Linked DNA regions of Mus musculus: regions 1, 2, 3, 4 and 5 are each linked to region 6. A link is a contact called in public HiChIP or PLAC-seq and promoter capture Hi-C data. All regions are on one chromosome and are shown on one strand. Each heading gives the region's core, a stretch centred on a gene start, on an enhancer-like site or on the middle of the called end of the contact. The rest is flanking DNA. Distances are from core to core; before and after follow the strand shown. Region 1 holds the start of Nynrin (NYN domain and retroviral integrase containing). Region 2 overlaps Zfhx2 (zinc finger homeobox 2). Region 3 has its middle 23 kb from the start of Gm23596. Region 4 holds the start of Khnyn (KH and NYN domain containing). Region 5 has its middle 34 kb from the start of Ngdn. Region 6 holds the start of Pck2 (phosphoenolpyruvate carboxykinase 2 (mitochondrial)).

Evidence for each region. Promoter capture Hi-C pulls out the DNA fragments that hold promoters and counts their contacts. HiChIP or PLAC-seq counts read pairs in DNA pulled down with a chosen protein or histone mark.
Region 1: a contact with region 6 is called in a promoter capture Hi-C map of second pharyngeal arch cranial neural crest. The contact joins the promoter of Nynrin here to the promoter of Pck2 in region 6. A contact is called at or near these places in 5 of 39 promoter capture datasets (the C10 cell line, cranial neural crest, embryonic stem cells and 2 more), 1 of 115 datasets of contacts at active chromatin or transcription factors (embryonic stem cells) and 2 of 9 other capture datasets (adipose tissue and liver).
Region 2: an H3K27ac HiChIP or PLAC-seq map of embryonic stem cells shows a contact between it and region 6, with 2.7 times the contacts expected there. The contact joins the enhancer-like site here to the promoter of Pck2 in region 6. A contact is called at or near these places in 7 of 39 promoter capture datasets (cranial neural crest, embryonic stem cells, liver and 3 more), 1 of 484 Hi-C or Micro-C datasets (rod photoreceptor), 8 of 115 datasets of contacts at active chromatin or transcription factors (embryonic hindbrain, embryonic stem cells, forebrain and 2 more) and 2 of 9 other capture datasets (adipose tissue and embryonic stem cells).
Region 3: a contact with region 6 is called in an H3K27ac HiChIP or PLAC-seq map of embryonic stem cells, with 3 times the contacts expected there. The contact joins the enhancer-like site here to the promoter of Pck2 in region 6. A contact is called at or near these places in 9 of 39 promoter capture datasets (cranial neural crest, embryonic stem cells, frontonasal cranial neural crest and 4 more), 1 of 484 Hi-C or Micro-C datasets (the N1E-115 cell line), 7 of 115 datasets of contacts at active chromatin or transcription factors (acute myeloid leukemia, embryonic forebrain, embryonic hindbrain and 2 more) and 2 of 9 other capture datasets (embryonic stem cells and liver).
Region 4: a promoter capture Hi-C map of erythroid cells shows a contact between it and region 6, with 4 times the contacts expected there. The contact joins the promoter of Khnyn here to the promoter of Pck2 in region 6. A contact is called at or near these places in 7 of 39 promoter capture datasets (the C10 cell line, cranial neural crest, embryonic stem cells and 4 more), 1 of 115 datasets of contacts at active chromatin or transcription factors (memory CD8 T cells) and 2 of 9 other capture datasets (adipose tissue and liver).
Region 5: an H3K27ac HiChIP or PLAC-seq map of embryonic stem cells shows a contact between it and region 6, with 2.9 times the contacts expected there. The contact joins the enhancer-like site here to the promoter of Pck2 in region 6. A contact is called at or near these places in 6 of 39 promoter capture datasets (the 3T3-L1 cell line, the HPC-7 cell line, cranial neural crest and 2 more), 1 of 484 Hi-C or Micro-C datasets (cerebellum), 5 of 115 datasets of contacts at active chromatin or transcription factors (embryonic stem cells and forebrain) and 1 of 9 other capture datasets (embryonic stem cells).

What each region holds. Positions count from the first base shown.
Region 1 is chr14:55,851,133-55,855,375 of GRCm38.p6, reverse strand. Nynrin (NYN domain and retroviral integrase containing) reads right to left here and starts at 1,261. Exons shown (of 8, transcript NM_001040072.1): 1 at 950-1,261. The coding sequence starts at 1,147.
Region 2 is chr14:55,077,223-55,081,601 of GRCm38.p6, reverse strand. All of the region lies in intron 1 of Zfhx2 (zinc finger homeobox 2), which reads left to right. Among named protein-coding and RNA genes, the nearest start is that of Zfhx2, 13 kb to the left of the region's middle. Within about 2 kb of position 1,816, at least 98 of the 459 cell types and tissues checked have an H3K27ac peak or open chromatin away from gene starts, as enhancers often do. A contact at or near this core is called in adipose tissue, embryonic stem cells, forebrain and 3 more, where this site is marked.
Region 3 is chr14:55,182,771-55,186,961 of GRCm38.p6, reverse strand. No RefSeq gene overlaps it. Among named protein-coding and RNA genes, the nearest start is that of Gm23596, 23 kb to the right of the region's middle. Within about 2 kb of position 2,106, at least 4 of the 459 cell types and tissues checked have an H3K27ac peak or open chromatin away from gene starts, as enhancers often do. A contact at or near this core is called in the N1E-115 cell line and embryonic stem cells, where this site is marked.
Region 4 is chr14:55,882,693-55,887,187 of GRCm38.p6, reverse strand. It overlaps Khnyn (KH and NYN domain containing), which reads right to left and starts at 2,246. Exons shown (of 8, transcript NM_027143.3): 1 at 2,046-2,246; 2 at 1,197-1,414; 3 at 1-696. The coding sequence starts at 1,397. Cbln3 (cerebellin 3 precursor protein) reads left to right here and starts at 2,932. Exons shown (of 3, transcript NM_019820.3): 1 at 2,932-3,276; 2 at 3,602-3,721; 3 at 4,011-4,495. The coding sequence starts at 3,001. The coding sequence ends at 4,208.
Region 5 is chr14:55,046,751-55,051,336 of GRCm38.p6, reverse strand. No RefSeq gene overlaps it. Among named protein-coding and RNA genes, the nearest start is that of Ngdn, 34 kb to the right of the region's middle. Within about 2 kb of position 3,011, at least 10 of the 459 cell types and tissues checked have an H3K27ac peak or open chromatin away from gene starts, as enhancers often do. A contact at or near this core is called in embryonic stem cells, where this site is marked.
Region 6 is chr14:55,537,414-55,542,025 of GRCm38.p6, reverse strand. Pck2 (phosphoenolpyruvate carboxykinase 2 (mitochondrial)) reads right to left here and starts at 1,760. Exons shown (of 10, transcript NM_028994.3): 1 at 1,513-1,760. The coding sequence starts at 1,541.

The DNA.
Region 1 (4,243 bases), core at 12-2,511, 310 kb before region 6:
TTCTGCTGGCTGTGTTCCGGGCCTCCCCTACCTAGGCCCTGACCAACTGAGATGTGGGTAGAGCTTCAGCCAAAGGGTTAAAGACTAGCTTGTATCCGAGAGAAGGGAGTCCAGAGCATTCCTACTGGAGAAGATAAGGGAATCTGAGGGAGTAGGGGGCCCTTGGGTGTGACTGAACCAGAGGGAGGAGCCCAGGCAGAGAAGCCAAGATGAGCGTAAAAGGGACAAGCTGCAACCTGGCCTCTCCAATATCCAGCTCCATACAGCAGGCCCTTTCATCTCAACGTCCATGATTCCCTGGCATCCCAAGGCACTGCCTTCCAGAACAGATGCATCCTACTCTGCCGGCAGGGTCCTAGGTTCTACAACCTCCACCAACCTACTCCTTCCTGACTCTGATGACTGAGGCAGACCCTCACCCTCTCTCTCTCTCTCTCTCTCTCTCTCTCTCTCTGAGTCCTACTGCTTCGTCTATAAACTGCCAACGCCACTCTACAAGTGTCTCTAGGGCCCTCCTCTGGTCCCAGTACTCAGAGAAACCGCCCAGGATTTAAGCAGACAGAAAGAACGGAGGCCTTCCAGTGTCTTGGTGAGAACAAAGACATATGTTGCAGAGGCCACAAAAATGCAGGCCCTTAAACTGATCCCAAGATGGAAAATCTGGGCCTGTTTCTGACCAGAGAAGGCTGGTAGAAAGAGACTCTCAGCAGAGGTTCTCTCAGCACACTTAAAGGACAGAAGTGACATGTAAGAGAGGGGTGGGGCAGAAGGGAAAGAAGGAAGCAGAGGGACAGAGCAGGGGCCCCGCAGATCTGGAGGGAGGGAGGCCCAGACCCTGCAAGCCAAACAGCAGGACAAGCTCAACACCTCTGGGGACTCTTGACTGTTCAGGAGAGAGGGAGAGGATCTGACTAGGAGGGAAAGGAAAGAACAAAACGAAGCTGTTTACCTTGGCTTTGCCCGTATTTTCCCGGGGCCCCTCCAGCTGCAGCCAAAAGTAAGGGGTGTCAGGACGGCTCTGGAAAGCGGTCACCTTGACCCTGAAGATGCGCTGGACTTGCAGCCGCTGCCGGTGTACCCGGGGCTTCGATTTTGTCTGCACCATGAACCATTCCTGCGCTGGGGGTTTACCCCCCGACAAAAGCATGGCTGTCCCTCCGGCCCCTGGAAAGCGTGAGAAGTGTCACGGGTCCCAGCACCGAGGCCCCCAGCCACCTAGCCCTGCAGCCTAAGCCACGCCTCCCCTCCTTGAGGCGCGCCCCCCGCCACCGCCTCCCTGCTGTGGGTTCTGCGACCCACCCGCCAGCGCTCCGCGCCCGCCCTCCCAGCTCCGTCCCTTTCCGCCGCAGCACGGGAGACAAACCCTTCCTGCTAAGGGTTGTAGCTAGGGGTGGGACCGAGCGGATTCCCGCCGCCCTTCCTCCCCCTCAACCACCACCCCCTCCTCCCCTTCGACCTCGAAGCCAGGCCCCCTGGATAAACTCGCCTGAGCTGCTGGATGGCTTAAAGGGGCGCTGGAGACTGAGGGAGGGAAGGAGAGGAGGCTGGGCGGGAGGGAGAGGGCCAAACAGGGTCTTGGAAGCAACTGCCTTCCACCCAAGTTTTGTGTTCAGGGGTCAAAGTTCCTTCCTCGAAGGAAGGAAAAGGAAGGATTGAAGAGTTGATCTCTGAGACCCTGGTTTTAGATTCCAAGCAGTGTTCTACACACACACACACCACATACACACCACACGCGCACACACACCACATACACACCACACGCACACACACAAACACATCACACACACACACACACATGATCCTTGGTCGTCTGGACTTCCCTTGAAAACCCTTTACTACACCCATCTCTTTGTGGCAGGAAAGGGTTAAGGGAAAATGGGGTGGAGAGACCACAGAGGCTAGGGCCTGTAGAAACTATGGGCTGGAGACCAAGCAGGACGTAAAGGGTTACAGCTCTGACCCCCACCCCCACTCTAGTCTGGGGACCGCCTGGAACTGGCTCTAGGCCCAGGCCCTGCGGAAGCCCCCCAGGGCTGGAGGGGCAGGGGGTTAGCTGCCAGAGTTTTCAGGCTCGGGTTGTTTAGGAGAACCCCTTTTTTTAGCAAGTGTGAGTTAGAGTGTGAGGAGCCAGTGGGAGGTAGGGTCTCCAATCATCCTTATCCACAGCCATATGGTTGGCATCAGTGGTCCAAGACTAGCCCTGGGCTGGGGACACTCTCAAAACCCGAGCTGCCTTGGAGACATGCTCAGTACAAAGAACACTTTATGTGGTCTTGTAGCCTGAAGTAGCCTGGCACTGGGAAGGCACAGTCTGCAGCTGGGGCCTCGAGAGAACCTTACTTTCCAAACAAACCAAGAGTCACAGTCTGACAGACACAAGTATGACCTGACCCACGGGAACAAAGGACAGCTATTTTTTTTTTTAAACTGAGTCCTTTCCTAGGACATCGGTGTTACAGAGCCACCGATGTGTGTATGTATGCAGGCCAGTGGGGAGGTGCACGCTGTGCAGAAGGGGCCCAGGGGGAAAAGATTCAGGTTACTGCCAGACTAGACTGGATGGTCAAGCCCCACCTTTACAAGGTCTCATCCCTGGAATGGAATTCAGAGAAATAAAAGGTGGGTCTGTGGGGTTCTGGGTAACGAGTTCTTCAACCCTGCCCCTCCAGAAGGCTTTGAAGTCAGAGGCTGTCTGAGTGACCCCACTTCTCTCCACTTTCCCTGCCTTTAATTGTACTATCAAAAGGCAGGCTTGGCAGGGCACATCAGAAACTCCGGGTTTGCAGAAGGCTGAGCCCAGAGGCCCTGACTCAGAAGAGGATGGAAGGGTGTGCCTCAGTTTCCCTTCCAGGAGCAAGGGAGCCACACAGCCTCTCCCCACCCCTTCTGTTAGTGATGCTAAATTCTTTCTGCCAGGGCTAAAGATGTCAGGGAGAAGCCCCAGGTTTAATCCTATGTTCAAAGAGGCCATGCAGAGGGCAGAAAGAAGCCATGCATAAGACACTTCATAAACAGATCCTTTTAAAGCAACTTATTTAAACTTTTGTGCTTGGTTGCTTTAGCTCACAGACATGGGGGTAATAGTCCAAGGCCCAGGATGGACATCAGCTCTCACAGGTAAACTTACATAATTCAGGCAATGAATTACATACCAGCGTAGCTGTGTACAGTGTACTGCGACACTTGCTAACTGGTAGTCAGTCTCCTTTCCCAGATCTTGTCTTCCTCCCCATCTCAGCTCAAGCCAATGTGTCCTAGAGATTCTCTACCCTAGAAATTCTCTCCTCCTGGACTCAGCCCTTACCACCTGCTAACCCAACCACGTGGAGAAAGTGGATTTGGCCAAAAAGCTGGCTATCACCCTTTGTCAGGAATGAGCCTACGAACCCTCAAACAAGTCAGTAAATCCCTTGGTCAGAGCTCAGGTGTCCCCTCTGCTAATGTATTCACTGAGTCAAGTTTATTCAACAATTTCAACAGGTATTTATCTGCTAGAAGCCAGGCTCTTGGGTACAGCTTTGACTTGGGTATCTATTTGCTTGTTGGAATGGGTCCTATATGACTCAGACTGCCCTAGAATTCACTACATCATTCGAACTGGCCTTGAAGTAGAAGCAATCCTCTTGTCTCTGTCTCCCGGAGACTGTGATTACTTGCATGCACCAACATACCCATCTTCTCTTAACAAACTTTGATCCGTGTATCCTCCCAGTTCCAGCTCAACTACATTCGTCGACTTTGAGGGGGAGAACGGGAGTGGAGGTTTTGAGACAGGGTTTCTCTGTGTAACCCTGGCTGTCCTGGAACTCGCTCTGTAAACTAGGCTGACCTCAAATTCAGAGATTCTCTGCCTCTGTCTCTCAAGTGAATACTGGGATTAAAGGTATCTGCCACCTTGCCTGGCCTACATTCATTAGTTCTTTACTTACAACATTAGGTTGAAAGGTGCTTGCTTTAAACCTGGCACAGGCTCTTGGCAGAGGATCCAGGTTCAGTTCCTAGCACCCACATGGTGGCTTACAACTGTAACCAGACTTTTACTACTTTGTAGGTTCTTTTTTAATCTGGCACAAATCTACCTTGAGTAGAAGGGTCCTGGCTACAGAAGAAGTAAACATCGGATAAGTGTCTAAGCAGAAGCCCCACCAGGAGTCACTTGCAGGAGGAATGAGAGGCCTCCAAGTCAAAAGATCATGCGGATTAAGGGCCCTGCCCAGGGAGCTTGATGGATGATAGGTTCTTA
Region 2 (4,379 bases), core at 567-3,066, 460 kb after region 6:
CTAAAACTCTGAAGACCAGGTTTGTCCTTGAACTCAGTGATGGACACCCACCTCTGCTAGCAGTGAACATGCCTAGAAACCCATACGCATATTAGTGTGTGTGGCTTCACCCAGCTCCTTACCACCCACCTCCATCTTTCTCTGAGTCTTCCCTTTTTCTCCTCACAACCTACCGGGTCCCCTCAAGTCCACCTTAAGCATCTTGCAAGGAATAAAATAGCCTCCTGGTAGTCTTCCTCTCTCTAGGGACGTCGAACCACCCAGCCTGCAAGACTGTAGTATTTACATATGCAAATCACGATCCATTGCCGGCTCCTCCTCACTCCTGGGCCCCTTCTTTCCCAGCCTTAACTGTCTCTCTCTTTGTCCTCTGTGGCATTTCTTCTGCTTGCTTATTTCACTTTCCTCAGTGCTCACAAAATTAATCTTACACAAAGTAAGCACTTCCTAAATATTCATGAGGATGGAGAGAGGTCAGTAGGAGAGGTAGAATCAAAATGGACTCTGGGATAGTGCATTGCAATTTTCCTTTTAAACTCAAGGTAAGATTGTGTGTGTGTGTGTGTGTGTGTGAGAGAGAGAGAGAGAGAGAGAGAATTATTATTATTACTATTATTATTATTTTAAATGTAAGGGAATCTGGGCCTAATGGCACCGGCCTGTCATCTTCGACACTTGGAAGGCTAAAGTGGGTGTAGCACAGGTGTTTTGGTTTGCTTGGGCTCCAGAGTTCAAGGCCATCCTAAGCAGCTTCGTCAGATCCCATCTCAAAGCACTAGAGGGACCAGAAAGTAGTATGGTTCGGTCCATAAAGGCACAGGACCTGTGCCCAAGCCTGTTGACCCACAATGAGTGCCTGTGTGCTGCATACACACACAGAGTAAATAAAAATTATTTTTAGAAGATCGATATTTTCTTAAAAAAAAAAATAAGATCAAAGGACTGTTTGGATATGGTAGCACACACCTTTAATTCCAGTACTAGGGCTGCAGAGGCAGGAGGATCACTTTGAGTTCAAAGACAAACCTGGTCTTCAGAGAGAGTTCTAGACTTACCAGGGCTACATTATGAGACCGAGTCTCAAAGGGGAAAAGGGGGGCGGGGGAAATGGCTCAGCCATTGAGATCACTTTTTTTTTTTTTTTTTTTTGGTTTTTCGAGACAGGGTTTCTCTGTGTAGCCTTGGCTGTCCTGGAACTCACTTTGTAGACCAGGTTGGCCTCGAACTCAGACATCCACCTGCCTCTGCCTCCCAAGTGCTGGGATTGCCCGGCCCGTTGAGATCACTTACTGCTCTTGTGAGGTCCCAGTTCCCAGCACCCATGTCTAGTGATTCACAACTGCCTGTGACTCCAGATCCAAAGGGAATGTAAATGCTGCAGGGGGAGGCCATACCAGTTTGGGCTCAGTATTAGCTGCTTCCCTAGCCTGCGTGTGAGCCGGGGAAACATCCTCCTTTTGCTCTGAGGTGATGAGTGTCTCCAGACCCAGCAGCCAAGAGCTGAGTGAGGAGCTCAGAGGTAAAGCCTCGTCCAGCATATGCAAGACCCCCGGTTCAATCGCCAGCAGCAGAACAATAAACCAAGGCCAAGTAAGTAAGGCTTGAGTTCTGCCAACCTCCTAGGGAATCTCGACCTATCAGCTGAGGCAGGAGGATCATGGGTAATCTACTGCCAGCCTGGGCTTTAGAGGAGGGGCAAAGAGGGATAATCGCCAAGCAAAGCAGTAAATGGTGGGAGGACTAGGTGTGAACCTGGCCCCATTGAGAGGCGGAGCAGGAGGAATGCCAGCCTCCTTCCAAACACTGTGCTCTGCCCCGAGGGAGGGGATGGCCAAGCAGGGGGTAGAGCATGGCCCTCACTGACACCCAGGCCATGCACTCTGTATATTGATTGCCCTTATGGCCCTCACCCCATTACTCCCAGGTTTCCACGTGAGGAAGTAGTCTGGATAAGCAAGGTTGAGTGCTGGTGAGGGCCCGGGCCAGCATGACTTTGGTCTCTTACACTTGAAGATGTAAAGCTCAGGGCTGGTAGAGTCTTGGTGCCCAAGCTGTTGCCACAAAATCTTTTGCCCTTCACTGGGCCTGAGGAAATGGAGGGGGGCAGGTTTTGTTTATTCGGTTTGCAGAGCTGGGGCTTGGTGGTGTTCCCTCTGTGACCAGCAGGGGGCAGTGGTGCTTCTCCTAATCTGATCCAGGTGGGGCTTGGAGGGAAACACCCTGGGCCACCGTGGCTTCAAATTCTGTGGCGCCTCTAACTCCATTTCCATGCTCTGCCCTTGCCCCCTGGCTCCAGGACTTCTCTAGTTGTCTGTCAGTTTCCCATCCTACAGGGTCTCAAAGACTACCTTAAAGATCTTCCACTTGTATGCTGAACCTCAAATTCAAGCCTTTCAGTTTCTGCCTCCTGATATATGTGTGTGTGTGTGTGTGTGTGTACATATATGCCTTACTCTTCAGGTCAGTAATTATGACTGCCTTCTGTTTGCGGGACAGCAGTTCCTGTCGAGCCTTGAAAGCACTCCCAGGCTTCCCTCTCTTGAGTAACAGGCAGACAGGAAAACCTGGCGGAAGGGGGAAGGAGACAGTTCCCAGAACGAAAAGCCTGTTTCTCCACAGCCTTGCCTTATCCCTTCCTCTCCACCTCACCCTAGTGAGGAGCTGGGACGGGAGGGAAGAATGGAAGGCCACGAGGGAGCTCCCAGGACTGAGGGCCGCTTTAGAGCTGTCGATCCATCCATCTTTCGGGGCGACTGCACCCTCAGAACTCTCCGCCCTCCCTAGGCTCCAGGGCTCCCTCCTTCCATTCCCCGTGGTGGCAGCAGCCTTGTAATTTAAAGCTCTCCCTGTCGCCTCTAATGCGATCCTCCGGTTTTATTGACTCGCTCTGCGGTCTGTGGCGCCCCTTCACATCAATCTCCGCTCTAATCACACGGCTGCCACTGCCTGCTCTGCGGAGGCCCAGCCCTTTCCTCTACTGTCCCCCACCTCCAGAACACCAGCCGCCTTCGCTCCAATTCCTTCTGAGCTGTAATGTCATGGTCTGTGGCGGCTGCCTTCTGCCTCTACCCTCCTGTGAGACCAGGCCCACGGGAGAGCTGCTCTTAAGAAATGCTGGGAACCACAGGAAGAAATGGCTGTGGGACAGGGGTGACTGAGAATCTTGGCTAGGGATAGCAGGTAGATGAGCCCCGATTTTTTAGAGGCTTTCGTGCCATCAACAGTTCAAGGCAAGAAGGGCAAAACAAAAAGGGGGCTTAGAGCTTCAGAGGGGGAAGTCAGAAGCGGGAGGCAGAAGGATTAAAAGTGGGGAACACCCTGGCCACAAAAGTCTAATCGCTAGTGCGCGGTGGGAGAAACTTCGGAGAAAGGGACGAGGGAAATAGGTAGGGGAGAGATAAATTTGCAATGGAAATTCTCTCCTGAAGAGGAGGGATAGGCTGGGAGGTAGGGAAGAGATTTGCAATTTTAAATAAGCCACCAGCTGACCTACCCGGCTGTGTTACGGGTCTCACCCACAAGCTGGCCAAAAGCTGAGCCCCTTTGGTTTCTACTTAGCAACCCAGCAGTCCTTTTCTAGTAGGAGAATTAAGCTTTAGAGAGAGCGGGAATCTGGGAGTTACTCCAGGGTCGGGTCCTATTCAGGCTGCCTCTGAGCTGTGATGTAGCACTGTGAGTGGAGAGCCAAGAGGGAGCTGAATGCTTGTAAGCGGGGCTCGTCTGCTGCCCCGGCAGGTGAGTTAAAGGGCCCACCATGTCAACCCTCAGCTCTCCCTATCTAGTGGGGCCCAGCCTGTGGAAATGACTGAACCCTCACAAACCAACAAACTTAGCATCCTCTGTCCCACCAAGGATCCTCAGAAGGAATGCCTTTCTCCATCAATGCTAGGGCTCCACCCCCAGCCCCACCCAGATTCGTCATTTTCCTTTGATTTCCAGGTACTTATTTGCATCTCATTAGCATGCTAGTTCTGCCCCTCAAGGTTCTTGAAGGTTCTGACTCAGGCCAAGCTGGATTCCCAGGGGCAGGAGGGAAGAGGGAAGTGGGAAAGCAACCAGGCTCCTGGACCAAGGACCCATATCAAATCTGGGACTCTGGAGATGAGGGTTAAGGACGGCCCAAGGAGTAAGAGGCCACCCCCTCGCCCTTTCTCTGAACCAGTGTGGCCTGAATGTTAGACAGTTTATCATTAGAGATTGTTGTTGATTCAGAGAGAAAGAGGAGTTAGATGGATTCATGGGGAACTGATAATTTTGAAGAAGGCCTGACAGCTCCTCCCACACACAAACCAACCTCCCTCCCCGCTCCTAACCCCCTCTAACTCTACAGGGTCTCATGTATCCTAGGCTAGTCTTGAACTTGCTGTGTAGGCAGGACT
Region 3 (4,191 bases), core at 857-3,356, 360 kb after region 6:
GGCTTCACTTTCATAGTTTCATGCATCTTAGAGCCTCTTATGCAGGAACTCCCTTGCCTCACACCAGACCTCATTGGCTCTCCTTAACCGTGGAGAAAGGTTCTACAACCCTTTCACTTTTTACTTTTACAGTCCTTAGTGACTCGAAAGCCCGAACCTCGTGGACAACACTGCCCAGTTTAGCCCACTTGGGGAGAGAACCTGGCCCACTCCTTGAATTACATTTCTAGAAGCTTTTCTTTATTGATTTTTGGAACAGAAAATTCCTCAGGCATTTCCCTTTTACAGGTTGGAAGCTTATCTGGGTGGGGTCTTACACTGCGGGCACCTCTCTCTCCGTGGTTTCACTTCAGGCATCTTTTTTTAAATTTTATTTATTTAATCTCTTAGAACAGCTAAATGTTTATTTAAAAAGCAAATCAAGCATATTTGCCATCTTAAAAAAAACATTGCAAAATTTGGAGGATTATTTATAATCTGAAGACACATAAATTCTTAGACAAATGGATGAATCTCGAGGATATCATCCTGAGTGAGGTAACCCAATCACAAAAGAGAACACATGATATGCACTCAATGATAAGTGGATATTAGCCCAGAAGCTCAGAATACCCAAGATACAATTTGCAAAACACATGAAACTCAAGCAGAAGGAAGACCAAGTGTGAATACTTTAATCCTTCTTAGAAGGGGGAACAAAATACCCATGGAAGGAGCTACAGAGACAAAGTTCAGAGCAGAGACTGAAGGAATGACCATCCAGAGACTGCCCACCAGGGGATCCATCCCATAAACAACCACCAAACCCAAATTGCAGATGCCAACAAGAGCCTGCTGACAGGAGCCTGATATAGCTGTCTCCTGTGAGGCTCTGCCAGTGCCTGGCAAATACAGAAGTGGATGCTCACAATCATCCTTGGACAGAGCACAAGGTCCCCAATGAAGGAGCTAGAGAAAGTACCCATGGAGCTGAAGGGGTTTGCAGTCCCATAGGAGGAACAACAATATGAACTAACCAGTATACCCAGAGCTCCTTGGGACTAAACCACCAATCAAAGAAAACACATGGTGGGACATGTGGCTCTAGCTGTATATGTACCAGAGGATGGCCTAGTCGGTCATCAATGAGAGGAGAGGCCCTTGGTCCTGTGAAGGTTCTATGCCTCAGTATAGGGGAACGTCAGGGTCAGGAAGCAGGAGTGGGTGGGTTGAGGAGCAGGGGGAGGGTATAGGGAATTTTCAGAGGGGTAACTAGGAAAGGGGATAAGAATTGAAATGTAAATAAAGAAAATATCTAATAAAAAGGAAAAAAAGACACATAAAAATTATTGGACTTATTAGGACTATAAATACTAACCCTTTCACCTCCAACACCAATGAAAAAAGCCAATTGTTACAAAAATATAAAAAGTATACTAGCTTCTAGTTAACCTTCATGGAAAAAAATCTCAGGACTCTGGAGCATATCTGGATTATATGCCTAGCGAGCACACATGCTACCTTCTCAGCTTTAAAAGGAAAAGCTGTAGAACATTAAATCCTGTTATAGATGTGGCTACTTCCTTCACAGTAATGTAACACTTGTGAGTGTTAACAACTTGAAGTTCCCCTGCAGTGTGGAATCATAGGGCAGGAGGCTGGGTTCAGCCTCACTCCACAGCCTTCACATCGTTCTCTCTCTGGCTCCGTAAGCTCCTAAATCTCTGGGTACCCAGGCTCCTGAGCTGGCGCTACCCCCATAGCTTTTCTCACCCTCACTGAAGAATGGAAATAGTTAAGAAATGGGGAAGAAAACCTAGTCTGGTGCTCCCCGTAGTACCTGTTTGCTTGGTGTGCACATGGCCCACCAGGTGTGCTAATTCAAGGAATATACTTGCTTGGTGGCTGCTACTTTGTGACACACAGGGAAGCCCACATCAGGCATCTTTATCCAGTTCAGCATGAGCCTTGGCTCCGACATTGAATTTCCTGGTGTTCTTTTTCACTTCAAACTCTACATTTTACATTTTTTTTTTTACCGATTGCCCTTTGTCATCCTAGATCTGCATAAGAATAATCACTAATTACCATGTGACAGTGCCAATGACACACCTCCTCAAACAAAACCAAACCTCCAACAAAGCCACACAATGATGCCCATGTCCTGTAAGCAGCAGGAGAAAAGCTTTCAAGGGCAAATGGTGGTTAAAGGGGAAAGTGGCAAAGCCACACCTCCTGATTCTTCCCAAATAGTTCCACCAACCAGGAACCAAACATTTAAATCTTTGAGCCTACAGAGGTCACTCTCATTCAGACCACCATACACGCATATTCAGAGCCCAGATCTACATAGGGTGCCACTCCTCGTGTGCTGTCCACCTCTGCCCCTCTGCAGACAAGAGTCTCTTATTGTCCCAGGGCATGCCAATTAGGCTAGACTGATTTCTTCCTTTCTTTCCTCAAAGAAAGACAAACTCCTGAAGCTCTGGAGTGGGCCGGGGCAAGAATTGAATGATAATTTTTAAAAGAACAATTTTCTTATGTTACTGAAAAACCCATGCCCAAAGAAAAGTTCCCAAGAAGCAGGAGAAACTAGACATGTCTGAGTGATCCTGTACAGGAGGAATGCAGTCACACCTCATTTGTTTAACAAACTTTTGCTGAGGACCTTCTGCATGACAAGTTTCCCGTTAGAGGCTTTAAGGGAAAACAAAGAGAAGGACTACGGTGCCTATGCCCATGGTCAGCAGGAGCAAGGCTCTGCAGCAGTGATGCCCAAGCCCATGGTCAGCAGGAGCAAGGCTCTGCAGCAGTGATGCCCAAGCCCATGGTCAGCAGGAGCAAGGCTCTGCAGCAATGATGCCCATGTCCTGTAAACAGCAGGAGAAAAGCTTTCAAGGGCAAGTGGTGGTGAAAGGGGAAAGTGGCAAGAAAGGCAGAGGCAGAATCTGGGGGAAAGTTTGCCACTCAAAGGACTTTGGTCTTGATTTAAGCTGATGGAAAGACAGCCCAAATAGTTTCATCTATCTCCTAAAGTCACTGCCTAGCTGTGGGTGAGTATGCCTCTCCCAAAATTCAGGCATTGAAACCTAGCAGCAAGTGTGATGGTTAGAGAGCATTGGTTGCTCTTCCAGAGGTCCTGGGGTTCAATTCTAAGCACCCACATGGAAGCTCACAACTGACTGTAACTCCAGTTCCAGGGGATTTGACACCTTCACACAGATATACATGCAATCAAAACACCAATGTATAAAATAAAAATAAATAAATAAATCTTTAAAAATAAAAAAAAAAGAGTTAGGTCTTGGAGTTTCCAAGACGGCTCGGCAGTTAAAAGCACTTGCTGTTCTTTATTACTTTTTTACAAGTACCACATAAGAGGTCACAACTGCCTGTAACTCCAGCTTTAGAGGATCCAATACCCGCTTCAGACCACCATGGGCACCAAAAACACATGTGGTTTGTGTCAGAGCATTTTGCCTGCATGTACATCTATGTAGGCCTTCAGAGTTTAGAGGAAGGCACCAGATCTCTTAGAACTGCAGCTGCACACAGCTGTGAGCCACCATGGATCCTGAGAACTAAGCCTGGCTCCTCTGCAAGAGCAACAAGTGTTCTTAACCACTGAGATGTCCAGCCCACAGATTTTTTTTAAATTAAATATTTTTAAAGAGATAGGTCTTTAAGTCACCATAAGCCATCCCCATTGGTAAATGAGATTAAAACTTTTACAAAAGAGGCCTCGCGCTGTGTTCGACTCTCTTTCTCTTCCCTTGTCTACCATTCTTTTCTCTCCCTCCATACGATGCAGAATTTCAAGATATTATCTTAGAAGTGAAGAGACTGAACCTTAATTTTTCTGTCACCTTGTTTTTGGACTCCCCAGCCTCCGGAACTGTAATTAAATGGCATTCTGTTCTGTAAGAAGTACCCATTCCCAGACACTTTGTTACGGCAGTGTAGGCAGGCTCATGTTTTAAAATCTGCTGCTTCAACAGTGGGTAGCAGGCACACATCTGTAATCCCAGCACTCTTAACAGCTAAGACTGAAGATCACCAAGCTGAACTCTGCCTGGGCTACAAAGCAAGGCTTCATGATAGATAGATAGATAGATAGATAGATAGATAGATAGATAGATAGATAGATAGATAGATGATAGATAGATAGGTAGATAGATAGATAGATAGATAGATAGATAGATAGATAGATAG
Region 4 (4,495 bases), core at 997-3,496, 340 kb before region 6:
CTTCAAGGGTGCCACCTCCTCTGCTCCTCCACCTGCTAGCTGTGACCTGTAAGCCACTCCAGGCTCCCAGACCTCTTCCCCAGACAGCTCCTTCCGCCCTGAACCCATGTCCCTGACAGCATCCTGTTTCCTTTCCTCCTTCTCCACAGTATGACTTTGTCCTCTTACTGCTGGCGACTTTCCCGACCCTGCCACTCTGGTGCCTACGAATTCCCTGCCTTCATTCAAGGGAGCCCTGACTCCCTGGAACTGAGGACTCAACAGGCCTGAGCTCCCCACCTCACGAGATGGACCCTGCCCTCTAGATGCCTCCTGCACCAGGCTTAGGAGCTCCTCCTGCACGGCCAGGGGCAGCCGCAGCAGGGCCTCTGTGTAGGCATCCTCCCTAGTCTGCAGCAGGGCAGAGAAGTCTCTCAGCACTCCGCCATTGTCAGGGGCTCCGGGACAAGACTGTAGCTGAAGGTCCCAGCTCAGCCGTTGCACTAACTCCTCCACCCGGCTCTGGGCCATCACAAACGCCTCGGTTAGGCCACTGATCATCAGAGAGCCAGGAAGCAGAGGCACCAGGTGGGCAGATGTGCTCCAGGCCAGGCAGTCAAGGAAGAAACCGTGGGCTCCCAGAAAGATGCAGTGCAGTCTGGGTGGGTAGTGGATCTCACTCTGTAGTTCTGGGCTGCAGAGCCCCTTCAGGTATTCCTAGATAGGGAGGTCAGAGAGGAAACTTCTAGAAGCCATCCCTTTCAGATTCACTGCTCTCCCTGAGCTTCAAGCTATTACATCATCTAAGTAGATACTGTTTCTATTCACACTGTAGACCTATGGAAATGTAAGAACAGACCAGAGGGCTGTCAAGTGATGGAGCCTATTGGCCTTGGGTGCAAAGGGGGGAAAAAGTGGCCGGCCCCCTCTCAACCCCAGGGAATTCCCTGGCAAGGCCCACCTGTACAGAGGGGATTACCTTACTATCTCCAAGAGCATGAAGTGATTTGGTTCTAAAGCCTGAAGAACCTAGGCAGCACAGCAGAAGTGAAACCAAAATTCTAAATAAAAAGGTTTGCTGAGTTCCTCAAAGCTCAAGAGAGAGGCAGCCAATAAGATTGCCAAGAGGCATTTCCCAGTCCCTCCTCCGACTCGGCCTCGGGAGGGGCAGCGTCCTAAAAGGCTTTGTAGCAGCCCTAAAAGGAAGAGGACTTCACCTTGGCTCTGCAGACGTTCTCCTTGGGGCCCTCAAGCTGCAACCAGATATGAGGATTCTCTGGGCAGTCTTTGGAGAGGACGCTCATTCCCACGTTGAAGATACGCTCCAAGCGAGTCTGCTGCTCCCGAACCTTGTCCTCGGCCTCCGCAGACACCGCAAAGCGGTCGGGAGTCGGGGAGGCAAACCCCCAAGTAGACATGGCTTCTACCTGGAGTCCTGGAAGGGCAGAGGCAATCTCAAAGTCTCTGTCTCCCTTCAACCCAAATCCTAATCACATGGCATACATCCAACAATCAACAGGTCGCACCTAGTGACAGAACTGGTAAACAACCCCAGGAGATAGCAAGTCCACCTCGCGGGTGGAGAATATAGAAAATCATCTATACACAGGCCTCTCCCTGAGAGTAAGCCCTTCTTAAACAGGGCTAGCTGGGGTGGGCGACTGGCCAGAGAAAACTGATGACCACCGCCCTGAGAAGGGACGAGTTGAGAGGGCCTCCAGCTCATTTTGAGGGTCACAAGAAGTGGGTGGTTTGAGGAAAGAGTCCCAGAGCTGAGAGGTCTCGGATTTTTTGAGTAGAGGAGGGCCTCTTGGGAAATGAATACGCGCCAGAGGCTCTAACAGTGTAGTCCTGGGGTGGGGGTTTCCCCTATCCGCCTTATTCCTTCACTAACCACTCCCACCTCCCCGCCCCCGCCCCCCCTCCTCGTTTGTCCACTGTCAAGCATCCCACCCGGGGCCCAGGGGCATAGCCCGCCCTCCCACAGCCTGCGGCGGCCGCCCCCAGCCCGACCACCCTCCCGCCACGGCCTTCAGCTCCCGATCGCCCGGAAGGGGGACGCCTACCGCCAAAGCCGCGAGTTCCGCCCGCTCCTCTAGGTGCCCGCGGCGGGGGAGGAGGGGCCCGCGTTTCTCCCGCGCCCCAGGGGCCTGGGGCTGGGAGCCCGAATCTGGGAGGGCCTTCTCGGATCCTTCACCCAACCTAGACTTCTCTCGTCAACAACGCGTTGTGGCTTTGGAGTCACTTTCCGGCCCGGGGCGGAGCCAGCTCGGCTCCTCCCCCGCTAGGGCCGCACTGGCCAGGGCTCGGGGCAGGGCTGCGCTCCTCCTCCCCGGCTCGGCCTGCTGTCCTGCTGCCGAGCGACCCGCCCTCCACATCCCCTGCGGGGCCTACCGGGTCACAGACACTCACCCCACCCCCAACGCCTCCTGCCAACTCTCACGTTCGCCTCCAGTTCCTGGGGTCCTTGGGAGTTCTGCAGTTGATGGTTCCAAGAGAAGTGACTGGTCCAGAGTCACAAGAGAATCCTGCCCTTGACACAAGCACTTTCACCAAGTAGATAGAGTTGGGGGAGTAGGGGGGGAAGGGGGGGGAGATGAGGACACACACCTTGCCACAATAAGGAAAACCCCATGGAGAAAGACTGAAAAGGAGAAGATGAGAAAGGAATTGAAGAAATTTTGTTTCGTGTGTGTGTGTGTGTGTGTGTGTGTGTGTGTACACACCCTTGTGTGGCTAGAGCCCTCATATCCTCTCTCCATTCCTCTTCTCCCTCCCAGGGCCCAACTGCTGTCACTCCATGCTCTGCCAAGGAGGAGGGATCCGCAGAGACAGCAGTAGTAAGGCCAGGCAGAGCTGTGGGACACAAAAAGATACAGGGAGGGGAGTGCCCGGGCTAGGTGCCAGACTCACAGAGGACAGCAGAGCAGGGCAGGAGTACTGAAGCCTTGAAGCAGAGGGGGGAGAGCCAAGGGGACAGAAGACAGGAAAATCTGTGAGTTACAGAGGCACCTAGCAAGGATGGGGACGGAATGGCACAAACCCAAGCTGTCCTTGGCCCTGGTGCTTCTGACCCTGGAGGCTGGGTGGGCTCAAGAAGGGTCAGAGCCTGTCCTACTGGAGGGGGAGTGCCTGGTGGTCTGTGAGCCAGGCCGACCTACTGCAGGAGGACCTGGGGGTGCAGCCCTGGGAGAGGCACCCCCAGGACGAGTGGCGTTTGCTGCAGTCCGAAGCCATCACCATGAACCAGCAGGAGAAACCGGCAACGGTACCAGTGGTGCCATCTACTTCGACCAGGTAATCCCTCTGCCTCTGTCCGGAAGACATGCAAGGACCTGGACTCTACTGTCCAAGCCCCTTTGCATCCCTCGGACTCCAAGGAAACCATTACCTGCATCTCTTGCACCACCTTCCTCTAAGATGGCCACTGACCGTTGGTTGGCCTTCTTTCATTCATACACACAGCACCGTAGCCCTTCCTCATAGTTTTTGACTCTACACATTCCTGTCACACCCGTTTGCCACCCCTTCTCTCCTCACCCACTGCACAAATGCCAACCCAGTGATGCTCCTGAGCTCCCGGCACCCAGAATCCCTCTCAACACAATCTGCTTCCCCACAGGTACTGGTCAATGAGGGCGAGGGCTTTGATCGGACCTCGGGCTGCTTCGTGGCCCCTGTCCGTGGAGTCTACAGCTTCCGATTCCACGTGGTCAAGGTGTACAACCGCCAAACTGTCCAGGTGACCTAAGTGCCAGTCCACCTCCGGGGGGAAGGGAGGGTCATAGTGGACCGCAGCACATCCCTGGATAGCCCTTCTGTTGGACCTGTATCCCAGGGACCAGGAGCAAGGGAGGAAAGGCTAGCAGGGTATGGCAGATGTACAGAACCCAACACTGGCCACCCCTCAGTGCTCACTGGAGAGCCCACTGACCCTCAAGTTCCCAAAAGAAAACTCTTGGGAGGATGGGGGGCGGGGTGTCCTGAGCTAAGGACTAGGACATAGATGCTAACTGGGCTCCCCTCCCCAGGTGAGTCTGATGCTGAACACATGGCCGGTCATCTCAGCCTTTGCAAATGACCCTGATGTGACCCGAGAGGCAGCCACAAGCTCTGTGCTGCTTCCCCTGGACCCGGGGGACCGTGTGTCCCTGCGCCTGCGTCGGGGGAATCTTCTGGGTGGCTGGAAGTATTCGAGCTTCTCAGGCTTCCTCATCTTCCCACTCTGAGGACCCAAGCCTTTAAACGGAGATGTCTAGCATCTTTCTGCCCTTCCCTGCCCCAGAAACAAAGTATCTTTGGAGCAAGAGAAAGGCCCCCTCCAGGCTGCCTACGGCCCACCTCCTTGCATGAGATCATAGTTAAACACCCAAGGCTAGGAGCAGAGCAGAGCTACGGAACCTCTAGACAAAACGCCTCACTCAGGTCGCCCTCCCAGTCTCCTGCTGCCCCTCCTGCCCCTCCGCAGCTCCAGTTTAAGGCAGGGTTTGCTAAGAGGGAAGCTTGCACTTCTTCA
Region 5 (4,586 bases), core at 1,762-4,261, 490 kb after region 6:
ATGTTTAGAGACCAGAGAACGCCTTGAGGGAATCAGTTCTCTCCTTCCACCATGGATCCTTGGGATGGAACTCAGGTTGTTAGGTTGGGCAACAAGCACCTTTACTTGCTGAGCCAACTCACTAACCCTCTTTGTTTCTTTTCTTGAGACAGGGTCTTGTTATGTAGTCCAGGCTGACCTCAAACTCAGTATGTAGCCCAGGCTGTCCATAAACTCACGGCAATTCTCCTCCTCCTCTTTTTCCTCTTCTTCCTCCTCCTCCTCCAGCTCTGAGGATTGAACCCATGGCCTCACCTATGTTATATAAATGCTCTGCCATAAGTTATACCTGCAGCCCTTAATTTTCCTTTCTTCCCACAAAGAAGTCTGTTTTGTGGAAAGTACCAACAAACGGTCAGGAGAGGCTGGCAGAAGGAGACCCACTGTCTCAAGGTGAAGAGGATTCTTGTTTCTTTGGGTTTTGTTGTTGTTGTTGTTGTTTTGGTTTGTTTGTTTGTTTTTGGGTTTTTGCTTGTTTTGTTTTTGTTTTTTGGTTTTTTGTTTGTTTGTTTGTTTGTTTGTTTGTTTTGAGACAAGGTCTGTCCATGTAGCCCTGAGTATCCTGGAACTATGTAGACAAGGCTGGCCTCAAATTGGAAGAGACCTACCAGCCTCTGCCTCCCTAGTGCGGGGTGGGGGGCAGTGCCATGCCACTACCATGTGCCACTACCACCACCATCACCACCATCACCACCCCCCCATCCCCTACCCCCTACTCCCAGTTTGGTAAAGAGGATTTTTTTCCTTTTTTTTTTTTAAAGATTTTTCTTTATTATTATATGTAAATACACTGTAGCTGTCTTTAGACACACCAGTAGAGGACGTCAGGTCTCATTACAGATGGTTGTAAGCCACCATGTGGTTGCAAAGAGCAGTCAGTGCTCTTAACCTGCTGAGCCATCACACCAGCCCCTGGTGAAGAGGATTCTAAGGCTCTATAAAGGAACAGCACAGGGCTCCGTTGTTCAGATGTAAAGCAGAGGCACCAAGCCAGATCCCATTGAAGCCTGTCACTCTCTAGAATTACAGTGACTTAGGGCTACTTCTGCTGTGACAAGGCACCTTAGCCAAAGACACTTGGGGAGAAAAGGATTTCTTTGGCTTACATTTCCACATCATAGTTCATCATCAAAGGACATAAGGGCAGGAACTCAAGCAGGGGCAGAAATCTAGAGGCAGGAGCTGCTGCAGAGGCCATGGAGGGGTGCTATTCACTGGCTTGATCCAGAAATCTAGAGGCAGGAGCTGCTGCAGAGGCCATGGAGGGGTGCTATTCACTGGCTTGTTCCACATGGCTTGCTCAGCCTGTTTTCTTACAGAACCCAAGACCACCAGCAGCCTAGGGATGGTACCACCCACAGTGGAGCGGACCCTCCCTCATCAATTACTAATTAAGAAAATGCCTTACAGGTCTCCCTTCAGCCGGATCTTGTAGTCATTTTCTCAATTGAGGTTCCTTCCTCTCTGATGATTCTAGCTTGTGTCAAGTCGACATAAGAATTAGCCAGCACCGGGCAGTGATGGCACATGCCTTTAATCCCAGCACTTAGGAGGCAGATCTCTGAGTTCGAGGCCAGTCTGGTCTATAGAGTGAGTTCCAGAACAGCCAGGGCTACACAGAGAAACCCTGTCTCAAAAAACAAAAAACAACAACAAAAAAAGAATTAGCCAGCACAGACAGACCAACACTTTCAGAGGACAGAGTCCTTAGCAACCATCAGGTTTAACAGAGTCAGCTGGGAATCTGGGTGGGTATTGCTTGACCTCAGTGACCTCAGCCTCAGGAGAGAGTTTGTCAATTACACACAGCTCCTGAGAGGCTCCACAGCCCCTCTTTTTTCTGGCCTGCCCTTAACTTCCCTTGCTTTTGGACCCCACAGCGTCTGGGGGCTTCAGGAGACTACCCCACACGCCTTGAGTGTGTTAGGCTGTAACAGCAGCTTGTGCTTCACACAGTGCCCCCAAATGTCCTGGACATCCTGACCTAGAACTTTGTTCTAGCTCTCTGCGACCTCTCTTCTGGAATGGCTCATACTATACCTCTATCCTCTACCCCAACCTCAAGCCCACAGTATCTGAGACTCCAGACGTGTTCATACCAATTTCCCTTTCTCTATTCACTTTGCTAAATCCCTGAGGCCATTTCACCTCTGTGTCACTGACCTCAGGATTCAACAACCCCGCCCCCACCCCGTGTGAGTGCGAGAGTGTGTGTGTGTGTGTGTGTGTGTGTGTGTGTGTGTGTGTGTGTGTGTGTGTTTGCCTGCCTGCATGCATGTGTATCATGTGTGTCCCAGTTCCCAAAGAAACCAGAATGGCATTGGATCCTCTGGGACTGGAGTTGCGGACAATTACAAGCTGCCACGCTGGGAATCAAACCTGGGACCTCTGCAAAAGCAGGAAGTGCTCTAACCCACAGAGCCATCCCTCCAGCCAGAAGACGTTTTATGTCAGCTGGGACATGTGACCCACTGGCACAAAGAGACACTAAGCCAGGCCTCTGTCAGCTTCGGAACATCACTCTCATGAAGACCCAATTCCGTACAGCTCATCTTTTCTTGGCCCATTCATGGATAAAGGGGGACAAAGTGAAGTCCCTTTCTCAGAAGTGAGAGAAAAGAAATTAGAAACTAGAAATTCTCACAGGATACAGTTGTTTGTTCTACACACACACACACACACACACACACACACACGAAAAAAAATGGGTGTTATACCTAGCTACTTACAGTCTACCATGTCTGGATAGTTTCTCTGAGCACCGTGTAAAATGGAGGACTCTCTTTTCTTAGTGGGGCTTCCATTTCTCTGCCTGATCTGGGGATCCTGACCCATAATCTTCTACCTGAAGAGGAATGTCACATAGTCCTTGGCAAACCTACAAGTTCAGCTTCCTCTTTCCCACTAAGCCTGCCCAGCAAGTACCTGGGATTCCTAGAATACCTATCTCTCCATATGAATAGGCATTCACAGGACTTTAAACTCCAGCCAACTGTTTCATTCAACCTGAAAATGCCTTCTCACTCTCCAAAGTTCATATATAGTCCCTGGGTCACCCCGATAAAGACATGAGTGCAAGCTAAGAGCAGCTAGGAGAGCTGTTTCATTAACATCCTTGAAGAGCACTCATACCAAGATGGGGGCATGATAGTCTAGGGCTCTACCACTAACCACAACCCAAACCTCAGGACAGAGTTTTAAAGAAAGCTATCTGCTAAATTATTCCTTTTCCTGTGAATGAGAAGGCAAAACTCTAGCTCACTGGAATCGTGGATTCCAACCCAGTTCACCTTCCCTTCCAGAGTCTATTCTACCTCTCAGGCACCTCAGCACAGAGCCATTGTCAGTAGCAGAGGCATTACAGAGCTACGGTACACACGATGGCTATGGAATTATCAAATTACCCTGTGAAGCCTGGCCAGCTCCCTACAATAGTAGCAGTCAGCTATACAATTCAAACTGATAAACTGGATATTGTCTTCTGGAACCAGCACTCTGCCTAACAAGTATTCTCTTTTTTGTTTGTTTGTTTTGTTTTGGGGTTGGTGAGGTTTTTTTGGTTTTTTTTTTTTTTTTTTTTTTTTGTTTTTTTTTTGTTTTTTTTTTTTGAGACAGGGTTTCTCTGTGTAGCCCTGGCTGTCCTGGAACTCACTCTGTAGACCAGGCTGGCCTCGAACTCAGAGATCTGCCTGCCTCTGCCTCCCAAGTACTGGGATTAAAGGCATGTGTCACTATGCCCGGCCTAACTAGTATTCTCTAAGCTTCCTATCAGCATCGGCGAGGAAGGAGAGGCTGGCAAGGGATGAGCATCTAGAGTGAGGCACAGGGGCCAAACAGAGGAATGGAAAGTACTCAGTGCCCATTACTTCTAGAGGTTCCCAACATGAACTACCTACTTTCACCCTCCCACCCAGATGTGCACCCATGTTAGGGCCTTTGTACTTTGATATTTCCTATATAACTGCACAGCCGGCCACTGGCCTTCCCGGTCTTTGTTGGCTGTGATGGGTATTCTTGGTTATCAACTTGACCACATTTGGGATGAACAACAAAATCCAGAATGGAGGGCACACCTGTGAGGTTTTTTTTTTTTTTTTTTTTTCTTGTTTTTCTGCATGACAGGAGGGCTACTGGGTTTGCTGGTTGCACTTCTAATCTGGTAAATATACTTCTAGTTCATGAAGATGGGAGGTGGGAGGACATACCTTTAATCTGGGGCATGTATTCTGCTGGAAGCCAATATACAAGGACCCTGAAGAAGAAAGCACTTGCTCTTTGCCTACTTGCTCTTGCCTTATTAGCAAGTTCATTCCTTTACTGGTGTTACAGCCTACTTCTTTGGGATTCTAGCATCTATAGAAGACCAACTGTGGCATCTAGCCTTGTGGACCGAGCAACTTGTGGATTCTTGGATCTTCTGTTTATAGCCTGCTGTTGTTGGATTTGTTGGTCAATAGCCTGTAAGTCATCGTAATAAATCCCCCTGTATGTGTGTGTGTGTGTGTGTGGAGAGGGAGAGAGAAAGAGAGAGAGAGAGAGAGAGAGAG
Region 6 (4,612 bases), core at 511-3,010:
CATAGCTCCAGATGGTAAAGCCCTCTCCCAGTGCCAGCCAGGCTTTAGGTTAGGATTCTCGAATGAAGACAACGGATGCTGGGGTTTCAGGTAGTGCCTCTGTTCACCTGGGTCAACAAGGGTGGACTAGCCAAGGATGTTTTAACATAGGGAAAACTGGATCAAGAAGAATAATGCCATTGGTCCATGCCTAGATTCCTAGAAGGGCAGGGTAGTCTCTGTATTGTTTGTCCTGCTACCCTCCTGGAAGATAGTAGGGTCTGCTGTGATTGGTCTGGACAAAAGAAGGTAAAGAGATGTAGTTACCCTTCTCACATGCCAGGCCTCACCTGCCAGAAACCCATAGTAGGCCTCGATGGTGTGGGCCTGTGCATTCCCTGGCTCTCCTTAGAAGCCTTAGGGGTTGATGGTAGGGTCAGAACCTGAGAACACAGGCTACATTGCCTGGGAAGGGAGAAGAGAAAGCTCTTGGATGTGGGAGTTTGGGCCTGGGTGGGGTGTTTTCCAGAAGACAAAAAAGGCAGCATACTTTGTGTGGCCCCAGGGGGTGGGGGCACAGCAAGGTAGGTCTCTTTGTGTGTTTTTCTGCACATGACAGTTTCCCTGAGAAATTAATTTTAAATGCATGATCCTGAAAGCTTTGATCCCCAGGTATTGGCTCCAGTTGTCTTATGGGAAGCACAGCTTCTCCCAGCCCCACCCCAATTCTCCTGCACGCCCCTGAGAGGGACCTTCTCTCTATCCTTCATAGACCACTCTCACATGGATTAACCAAGTAAACTGCGAAGAAGAGATAAGGAGTCAGTTTAGACTCTTTTACATCCTAGACCATGGAGAGAGGGGTATACGGAGAAGAGGCCCGGTTGTATGGGGGGTGGGGCAGGGGGAGCCAGCCAGGACAAGCCTGGGGTCCAGGACCTACTGGGGGAAGCCGGCCAAGTTAAAAAGGCAGTCTGCCCTCCTCCCATCTTGCTTGCTTCCTTCCTTCTCTCCCTCCCTGTCTCCCTCCCCCCCTAGTCCCCAGAGGCTTCACTGGGCTTCGTGCCAGGTTCCGTTCTGTTCTCAGGGAGGCTGCAAGTGATGTTTACCTTCTACCGTCTTTAGGGAGCTTTGAGCTCGGGTCCCCGGGGCCTCAAACCCTATGGCCTCAAGGCCTTAATGGTTACTCACACACTGAAAGCTGGACTAGGAGCCCTTGGTCTGAAAGAATTACATCTGCTAAGTAGAGCATTTGCAGAGATAGGGCTCAGGAAGGCAAAGGAGAAGGGGGAGGAGGTTGCGAGTGGCAGCTAGAACAGCACACAAGCCGCAGGGAGGGACAGAAGAGCACAGAGGCTGGCTAGGAAACCTGGCATGGCTGGGGATGGGAATGCGGAGGGGGGGGGGGATGCACCACCGTGAGACCCACACTGATTAATAGCCACCCTGCCAGTCTCTTCCTAGGATGGGAAACAAGCGGAGGAAGCCCGGAAGGTGGAGCGCGGAGTGGGCCCCGGGCTATGGGTCACTCACCGCAGGCCGGGGAGGTACATAGCAGCCATGGCACCTGGACTGGCGCTGCGGGATGGCCACAGGAACGAGCGCAGTCGGGGAGACAAGGAAGGCGGGGAAGGAAGGAGCATAGCAAAGCCAGAGGGAGTTGAGGTTGGGCGGGAGGCGCTTAAAAAGGAGGCGGGCAGTCCCCGGGGCGGAACCTAGCTGGTTCTCTCGCCCTTCTGTAGGCCGGCTCACTAGCCCGGGCTCAAGGCCCCGGGCTGGGTGAAGCCTCCGCCCCACAGTCATCACATCCTCAAGCCATTGGAGGCCGGAGTTCAATTTGGGATCCGCCCACTCGGCCAGCCACGCTGTAAGATACTGATGTAACTTTGAAGGCTGTTGCTCCTTAGAGAAAGCAACCAAGAGATGTCGAATGCAAAACAAGTTAAGAGTGAGGGATGAGACCAGGGCTGGGGAGCCCAGGATAACAAGATGCCTAAACCCTCAAGGTCTAGGTTTGCTTTTCCAGAGCACTCCTAGCCTCAGGCTTTTCTTTTCCAGGGTCCCAGATGCTAACTAAGCTCTCCTTAGTCCTCAAATAATAACAAAACCAAACTATTGTCCGTGCCCAGCTTCTTATCAAGGGAGTTTCCTCTAGCACCATGGAATTGGTGGGGTGTTTCAGGCTTACAGACATATCCTTGGTCCTCTAATGCCCTCCCCCACCTAATCCCAAAGAGAGTCCTTGTGTAATTTCTCAACATTTCATTCCAACTTGAGACCATTGGGTATTCAAATGCTGTACCAACCCAAACTCAACGCATCCATGATGCTCAGAATCCTCTTTCTGGTTGCAGCACTGTGACTTTCTTTGGAGAACCATCAGATCATGTGGGTCTGACCTTGCTTCTCTTAGGGCCAGTTTGTGTGGCCCACACCCTGGCCACAGCAATCAGGATGTTCAGAGACGGGGGCATGGGATCCCTGTCTGAGACCTTTTCTAACCTTTGGACATGAGCTCCTTTTTTTGCTGGATTGCTGAGTCTGTAGAGTCTAAGTTGGGTTCTGTTGGGTGTCAGCTTGATAATGCAAAGCACCAACCTGCCTGAGGCAGAGGCAGAGCAGTGAGACAAAGATCAATAGATGTCCCCTAACCACCCCAGTGGTCTTTATTAAGACTGTCTGAGGGCTTCTTTAAAAACCCCTTCTTCTTTTGGGGGTTAGGATGGAAACTGTGAGCAGAGATGCTCAGTGCTGTGGAGCCTGAGTTATGGCAGGGTCTCCCTAAACAGCCAAGGGCTCTCTTCCTCTCCTACTCTTGCTGGGGTAGGTGGTCCAGAGTTTCTTATTCTTTGGAGGCCATGTGGACCTTAGAGGACTGTGTGGACCTAAATGGTCCACTGCTCTGTTGCTGTAGCCAAATTATCTGTCATACCTGGATATGAGCTTGATAAAGTGGTTATTGAGAGCAATGCTAGTACCACTATCAAAGGTAGAATGGATGTTGCTGTTAAAGTCTCAAGAGGCAACTGGTCCCTATATCAGCCCAGGATGCTTCAATGCCTGCCTCATCATCATCTCCTCCTCCTCCTCCTCCTCCTCCTCCTCCTCCTCCTCCTTCTTTTTCTGAGACAGGGTTTCTCTGTGTAGCCCTGGCTGTCCTAGAACTCACTTTGTAGACCAGGCTGGCCTCAAACTCAGAAATCCGCCTGTCTCTGCCTCCCTAGTGCTGGGATTAAAGGCATGTGCCACCACACCCGGTGCCTCATCACCTTCTTATATCTGCATGTCTGTATTTACTTTTGAATCACAGTCTCCCTATGTAGTCTGGCTGTCCTGGAACTCACTATGTAGACAAAACTGGCATTGAATGCAGAATCTGCTTCCCAAGTGCTAGTTTTAAAGGTATGTGTCACCACACCTCTTGGCATCTCCCAGATGGCAGTTTTCTCTGGGCAGCATGTCAGATCCAGGACGCACAGTGGAAGTAGGGACAGAGAAGGTCATGTTAGTGAACTTACTGTTCAGCTCAGGCATGACCTTTGCCCACAGCTTTGGCTGTACCAGGAATGAAGGGATGTTTTGGGTAGCCCATGGCCATCACAGCACAGCTTTTCGGTGTGTGTGTGTGTGTGTGTGTGTGTGTGTGTGTGTGTGTGTGCGCGCGCGCGCGTGCGCACACGCGCATCTGTGTGTGATCCAAGGTCTTCTAGAGGACAGTAGTCATAAATCCCTTGATGGATGACCTTGGGCCAGGGATTGCTAAGCAGACTGTGGAACAGGGGGCATTGATGACAAACTTGAATGAGATGTTGTACCTCTCCTGGTCCATACCCATCACAAACAGAAAGGGCAGAGATGATGTCCCTTTGGGTCCATCCTCCCAGTCACCCCACCTTTCCTCACAACAGTGAAGACCCCACAGCATACTTGACACCAGCATCCACCCAGCTAATGTTGGAGAGATCAAATTCCTGGAAGATTAAAGACAAATTTCCCACGTGCATCCCAGACTGTACTGTGGAACTTGTCATGGGTGTATAATCATACTGGAACACGTAGACTAATAGTTGAGGCCAATGAATGGGTTGTTGGTGGCATCTGTATCTCCTGTACTAAGAGTTGAAGGCAGCCTTGGTGACCTTGCGCCAACACAACCAAATCCATTCTTTTTAATGTTTACTATCATGTCTCAGATATTAGACTGGCACTTCTTGGAGGAGATGTGGCTGGTTTTGGAAATAGGTGAAGCAGAAAGCCTATATTCTTGTTACAAGAACGAATCCATTATTATTTTACTTAAGCTTATTTTAAGTGGATCCTGCCACTTTCAAAACAAATAATCTTGATTTTTAGTCTCAGAGTTTTGTGCATAAACAGAGATGGCCTCTAAGGGTGGTCTATAGCTGGTCTCCAGTGCTTCCCATCCCCATTACCTTTGTGTCTATAGACCTGTACTACCCTACCCCACACCCTATCCTATAATCCTTGCATCAAAACTGTCCACATTCACCTTGCCTTCCCCATCTTATTCCTTGCCTACACTGTAGGTAGGCCTCAGGGTGTTCACAGTGGTGTCAGAATGGCTGCCTCTTTGAAGGTCATCATCTTGTTCAAAATCTTGCTCCAGCTCTTG